Linked DNA regions of Sus scrofa: region 1 is linked to region 2. The links are chromatin contacts, called in public Hi-C maps. All regions are on one chromosome and are shown on one strand. The core of a region is the stretch at or near the end of the contact, and the rest is flanking DNA. Distances in the headings are between cores, read along the strand shown.

Region 1 (2,759 bases), core at 108-2,607, 320 kb after region 2:
GTAGATAATGCAAGAGAAGCTCAGGGAGGTGCACTAGTCTTGATTATACAGAGACCCAAACTTAGGGCGACCCTGGATCTTGCATTTTCTTAAAAATTTTTTTGGTTTTTTTTAGGGTTGCAGCCAGGCATATGGAAGCTCCCAGGAAGGTCTAACCGGAGCTGTAGCTACTGGCCTATGCCACAGCCACGCCAGAACAGGACCCCTCTGCGACCTAAACCGCAGCTCAGGGCAACTCGGGATCTTTAACCCACTGAGGAGGCCAGGGATCAAACCTGAGTCCTCATGGATGCTAGTCGGATTAATTTCCACTGAGCCGAGATGGGAACTCGGGATCTTGCATTCTTAAACTAGCTACACTATTCCTGCTTCTGCAAAAAAGATTTATTTAGGCCGTTAAGTCCTGAACTACTTGCCTCCGAATCTCAGCAATGTCTCTATCACTTGTCTACCAACGCCTGACTGATCCTGATTCTGGAAGAAAGCAGGACTTAGCTTAGGCATAGATTGTACACTGAGGATCTGAGGCTCCCAAGAGGATGCAACAACACCAGGATCGTAAAGTGATGACGCTCGGTCCCCCATGCCTTTACTTATGACCCCGACCTCCCCGCCAAGATGTGGCTGGCCAAGTGTCTCAGTCCAAGTCCCAGATTTCCCGCAAAAGACAGTGAGGCCTTCAGTCGGGTCTTTTTCTGGATCGGGCCTCAATTTCTTCATCTGTGAATGGGGGACTGGAAGATTCTGACCAACTGGGCTCTGCCCTTCAGAGGCTCCGGGCCGGGTAGTTTAGCGGGGCGCTACCCGTGAAAAAGTTTCAACACCAAAGACCCGGATGCCGAAGCAGCAACGAGGAGTTCTGTCCGACCTTTCCTCACACACACAGCTCGAGTCTGCTCGGCCTCTCGTGGAAAAAGCAGGCAGTGGGAAGGAAGTGCCACCGTACCGCTTCAGTAGCAGAGCGAACCTCTTCTAGCAACACCAGCCACCATGAGGACGCTCAAGAGCCAGCCTCTCTGACCGTTTCCGCCAACGTACTCCTGGCGACGGGCGTAAGATGGCGGCCGCGCAAGCGCATAAACTAGGAGACCAGGGAGGCTCCGCCCCTCCCTCGGCCTCACGTGGTAATGGCCGCTCAAAAACCGCAATTGAAAAAAAGAAAGGCAATGTTGTCACATGAAACAGGCCTACCAATACCGCAAAGGCAAGGAGCAAAAGTCCTTATCACATGGCCAAGGAGATCTCCGAATTTGCCACTGTCACATGATCAAGCAAAGGCGTGGAAAGAGGAGGAAAACGTCCCGACGCCACGTAACGTCTTACGGTTCTGTCACGTGACCAGGGCCCGCCTTCTTTTCTCTGTTCCTCCCTCCCTGCCTCTCCCGCTGGGCCTGCGTCGAGCGGTAACGAGGCGGCAGGGGGCGTGGCTCCGCCCGGTCACGTGGTTCCGCACCTCCCTAGCGCGCGCCCGCCCGCCAGCTCGTCCCCGGCCCCGGCTCCTCCTCCTCCTCTTCTCGCCATTGCAGTTGGACTCAGCAGCCCGGTGCGTACCGCGTGGCTTTTTGGGGAAGACCGAGGCGGGCTGTGGCCGGAGGGCGGTGGTTGCTGTCGAGGAAAGGGACCCAGACGAGGTAAGCGTCAATGTGGCGGCGGCCGGGCCCGCTCCCGCCTTTCCCCCTCCCCCCGTTCTCTCCTCAGCGCGGGCTCGGGTGAGGAGTTGCGGAGATAAGGCCTGAGGCGCCTTGTGTTCCCTGCTTTCGTTTGGTTCTCTCGCCCCAGTGCCTGGCTCCTTCCTCCTTTGCTAGCCTACCTCCCGCGCTCGGCCGTTACTCTCCCCCATTGTGCCGAGGAGACAAAATGGCGGCGGCGGCGAGGGCCCGGTGCGCGCGCATCCGCCCCCCCCTTCGCGGCCCCTCGGCCGGCGGTGGCGCCTCTCGCGGGGGTGCGCGCGCACTGGGCCCCCGGCTGCCGCCTCCCCCGGGTCGGGCTTTGTCTGTTGGGGCGCCACGCGCGCACACGCGCACGTGCGGTGAGCACACACCCCCCTCCGACTGGAAGCATCCTGCCCCGCGGAGCAGGGGCTACCCCCCCACCTCTTCTCTTTGTCCCATTCCGGTCCCGGGTTCCAGGAGAGTCCCAGGTTCTCGAGGCGGGAAACATCGCCTCCTTTGTCTTTTCGTGGAGCGGAGAGGCAGACCCCCTCCCTGGAACCCCGTCCTTAAGTGGATTGCAGAGGAGGTCTTTGTGGGTTCATGGGGTTTTTAAATCTCTGGTTAGGCTGGCCTCCCCCAGATCCGGATCCAGAATTGCTAAAAGGTTTATTTTAAGCTTTCACTTCATTTATTTTAGATGTTTCATTGATGTTGAATTTTTTCCCGATTCTCCCTCAAAATGGTGATCAGATGTGATATTTGGGTGCCCTGTGATCTTCCAGATTGAGACCCAAACATGAGCGCTTAAAATTCTTTTCTAGCTTACTTCCTCAAGTTGTTGAGTGACTGAGATTCTTGGGGTTGCTTTAGAGGTTTTGCCCTGGGCAGTTCTTCGCCTGGGGATATTATTTGGGATGTTTAAGGATCAACATGCTCTTGCCCAGTTCAGTGTCTAAACTTGGGGAGAGTAAGCCGTCTCTTCTCAATATTTCCAAAATTGATTGAAAATTGTTTGGCATCCTGCCTAGGGGACTTGACAGATCAGCAAGGAAGCATCATTACTTTTCCTGGACTCAGGTATTTCAGTGATTCTGAATCTTTTTATGA
Region 2 (2,700 bases), core at 184-2,683:
TCGGGAACCCAGCGCCCTCCACCCTCCAAGAAGAAAGATCCCCGTGGAAATTTCTTAGGAACAATCAGGGCGGAGAGAGGAACGCTTTTCTAGCTGGCGAGTGATTCGCAGCCCCTTCCCTTGGAGGAAGGGTTCTAGCGTCCCTGAGGGCCCCCCTCCCTTCCCTTTCTGCAGCTCGACCTCTTTGGCCCCAGTAGGTCTCCATGGCGACGCGACGCTCCCCCCACAACAGGAAGACTTAGGCGGCGGAGCTCCGCGCTTGGAGACTCTAGGGTCCACAGCCTTGACGAGCTGCATGCTGAATCTTGGGGTCCCACGCGCAGGCGTGGCCCTGGGGATAGTGTGGGGTGACCTTGGGGTTAGGGTGGGGCGGCATGGGGGCGACCTATAGACGCGGCGCGGGGCCTCATCATTTCCCTGAAATGCCCTAATGGAACAAGCCCGGACAAACACTCGCACAGTGCTGGGGGCCGGGGTTCGAGTTTCGGGAGCTGCGCGCAGAGGACTCCCTCTCCCCGCCCCACTCTGGGACCTAGCGGCTGCCTCAGTTTCCCTGCAGAAGGCAATGGTTCGAGCGCCCCCTCTCCCCTCTCGCAGTCAATGTCTGCGGCATCAGTTTCTCCACGGAGCCTGGGAACTGCAGCGGAGGGGTTCCACGCGTCAAGACCACGAGGCTTCCTTCCTTTTTCTGAAAACTAAAGACGTTCACGCGGCGGAGGCCAAAAGGGGAAGCGAGGCCCGGCGGGGTGGGAGCGCCCATCCGTGGGGGATGCAGACGTGATGAGGCTTGCGTCCTCACCCCCAGGGTTCACTGGCGCCTGGAGGTGCCCGTGCCTGCAGCGCTTCCCAGGAAATCTCGGTGTCAGCTGGGAGGGGAACATGCCTCTTGGGGGAGGGGCACCCTTGGACGAGAAACGCTTGGGGGAAGATTCCTGGGCCCCCACCGAAGCGAGGGAGCCTCTACTCGGTTAAAGAGGCCTGAACGCGCAGGGGAGTCAGACGAGTTCGAAGGCCCTCGCAGCTCGGATCCTCTGTTTACCCCTCTACGGAATGGACGCAGTAACCGTCCCTACTGTCCAGAGTGGTTGGTAGCATTCAGTAAAGCGCTAAACGCAGTGTAAACTTACAATCAAGGTTAGCCCAGCCAGGGCCCCGGGCCCCGAGCGCCGGGAGCAACCCCCGAGTTGCAGCCGGGTCGCTTCCGCCAGGCAGCCCTCTTTACTTCAGTTGGGAAATTCCGGTGCTTGAGCGGCCAGCGAGGCGGGTGGACAATCTGGCACGGCCCCCGGCACCCCCTCAGCGGAAATGCCGGAGCCCTCGTTCGGGAGGGGAAAGCTCAAGGTTTCCGGGAAGGGAGCACCGCCCCTCGGCCCCCCGTGGCGGGCCACTATAAAAGGACCCTCGGCGCCACAGTGCGCGCCACACGCCTCTGAGCCACTTAGTCCGCCCCGCCGCCTCCGCGATGGCTCCCGGCGCCACCCATCCTGGCCAGCTTGCGCTCCTGGCCCTGCTCCTGCCCCTGCTTGGGGCTCTGCTCCCAGGTGAGTCGGGCGTGGGGGCTGCCGTCTGTCGGGCGGGCTCTCCGGGATACGAGCTAAGCCCCTGGGAGCGGTGCGAGGACCTTGTCCCCAGGTAGGAGGCTTGGGGATAAGGCCACTCATACTTTGGGGAGCTGTCTATGGGAAACTGGGGCTAGAGCCACCGATTGAAAATCAACAGCCCTGGGTGCGAATCTAGACCCTCCATTATGGCACGATCTGTGGCTTCGGGACTCTGGACTGCCCCTCCCAGAGGAGCCTCAGTTTTTCAGCCATAAAATGGAGAAGTTAATAGCGGCCACCTGGAAGGGGTGTGCCCTGGCCCCAGGAGGTGGTCAGAGCTTGGAGAGATGTAGCCCCTCGCCAAGCTTACCTGGACTGGGGACTTCCCCCCCCTCCCCGCCACAACACACCCTTGTACATTCTGTTCCTCACCCTCTGCCCCTGGGGGAAGTCCAGGACTCTCAGCTCAGGGGAATTCCAAGGCTGACTTGCCCGGGGAGCAGAGGCTGAGCAGTGGGATGCCCCGGCGGCTGCGCCTGGGGTCGGGGGAGTGGGGGTGGAGAAGGGGGGGAGGGTGGCAGGAGAATGAAAGATGGACATTGTGATTGCCAGCTCAACAAAGTGTTCTGATCCCTATTTCCGTCTGGGTTCTCCCGCATTCTCACCTGAGTAAGCGCCCTTTTTCAGGCCTCACCATTGCCGTCTGTGAAATGGGAATGATCCCAGAATTATCCACACATCTCCGCACCAATGGAGGAGACCCAAAGCTGAAGGAAGAGATCTAGGGGAGGGGCTCAGACAGACATTATTTTCCGCTTTGGAGGCACCCCAGTCTGAGGAAGCTTATCCCAACAACCCCCCTCCCTCTTACCTGCAGTCACTTGTTACCTGCACTGCGCTGGGTGTGACTTGCATTAGCAGGAGGCGGGGTGACTATAGTCACCCAACTTACAGATGGAGAAATTGAGGCCCAGAGAGGGGAAACCACTTGTCCAAGGGAATGAGGAGCCAGCCTGATTGGATGTCCTTTATCCCTGGAGGACTGACTCCCTCCACCTGACCTCTTGGAAGGGAAAAGAATGCTGAATTCATGCCCTTCTTTTGCCAAAATCCTCCATGGCTCTTCATTGCTCACAGAATGAAGACTATCCTTAACACC

The links. Hi-C and Micro-C count contacts between places; a contact is called where the count stands out from the background.
Region 1: a contact with region 2 is called in a Hi-C map of retroperitoneal adipose tissue, with 1.6 times the contacts expected there. The contact joins the promoter of ILF3 here to the promoter of ICAM1 in region 2. A contact is called at or near these places in 1 of 5 promoter capture datasets (liver), 1 of 47 Hi-C or Micro-C datasets (retroperitoneal adipose tissue) and 1 of 2 datasets of contacts at active chromatin or transcription factors (alveolar macrophages).

Annotation. Positions count from the first base shown.
Region 1 is chr2:69,412,518-69,415,276 of Sscrofa11.1, forward strand. ILF3 (interleukin enhancer-binding factor 3) reads left to right here and starts at 1,358. Exons shown (of 20, transcript XM_021083797.1): 1 at 1,358-1,631.
Region 2 is chr2:69,095,703-69,098,402 of Sscrofa11.1, forward strand. ICAM1 (intercellular adhesion molecule 1) reads left to right here and starts at 1,434. Exons shown (of 7, transcript NM_213816.1): 1 at 1,434-1,541. The coding sequence starts at 1,463.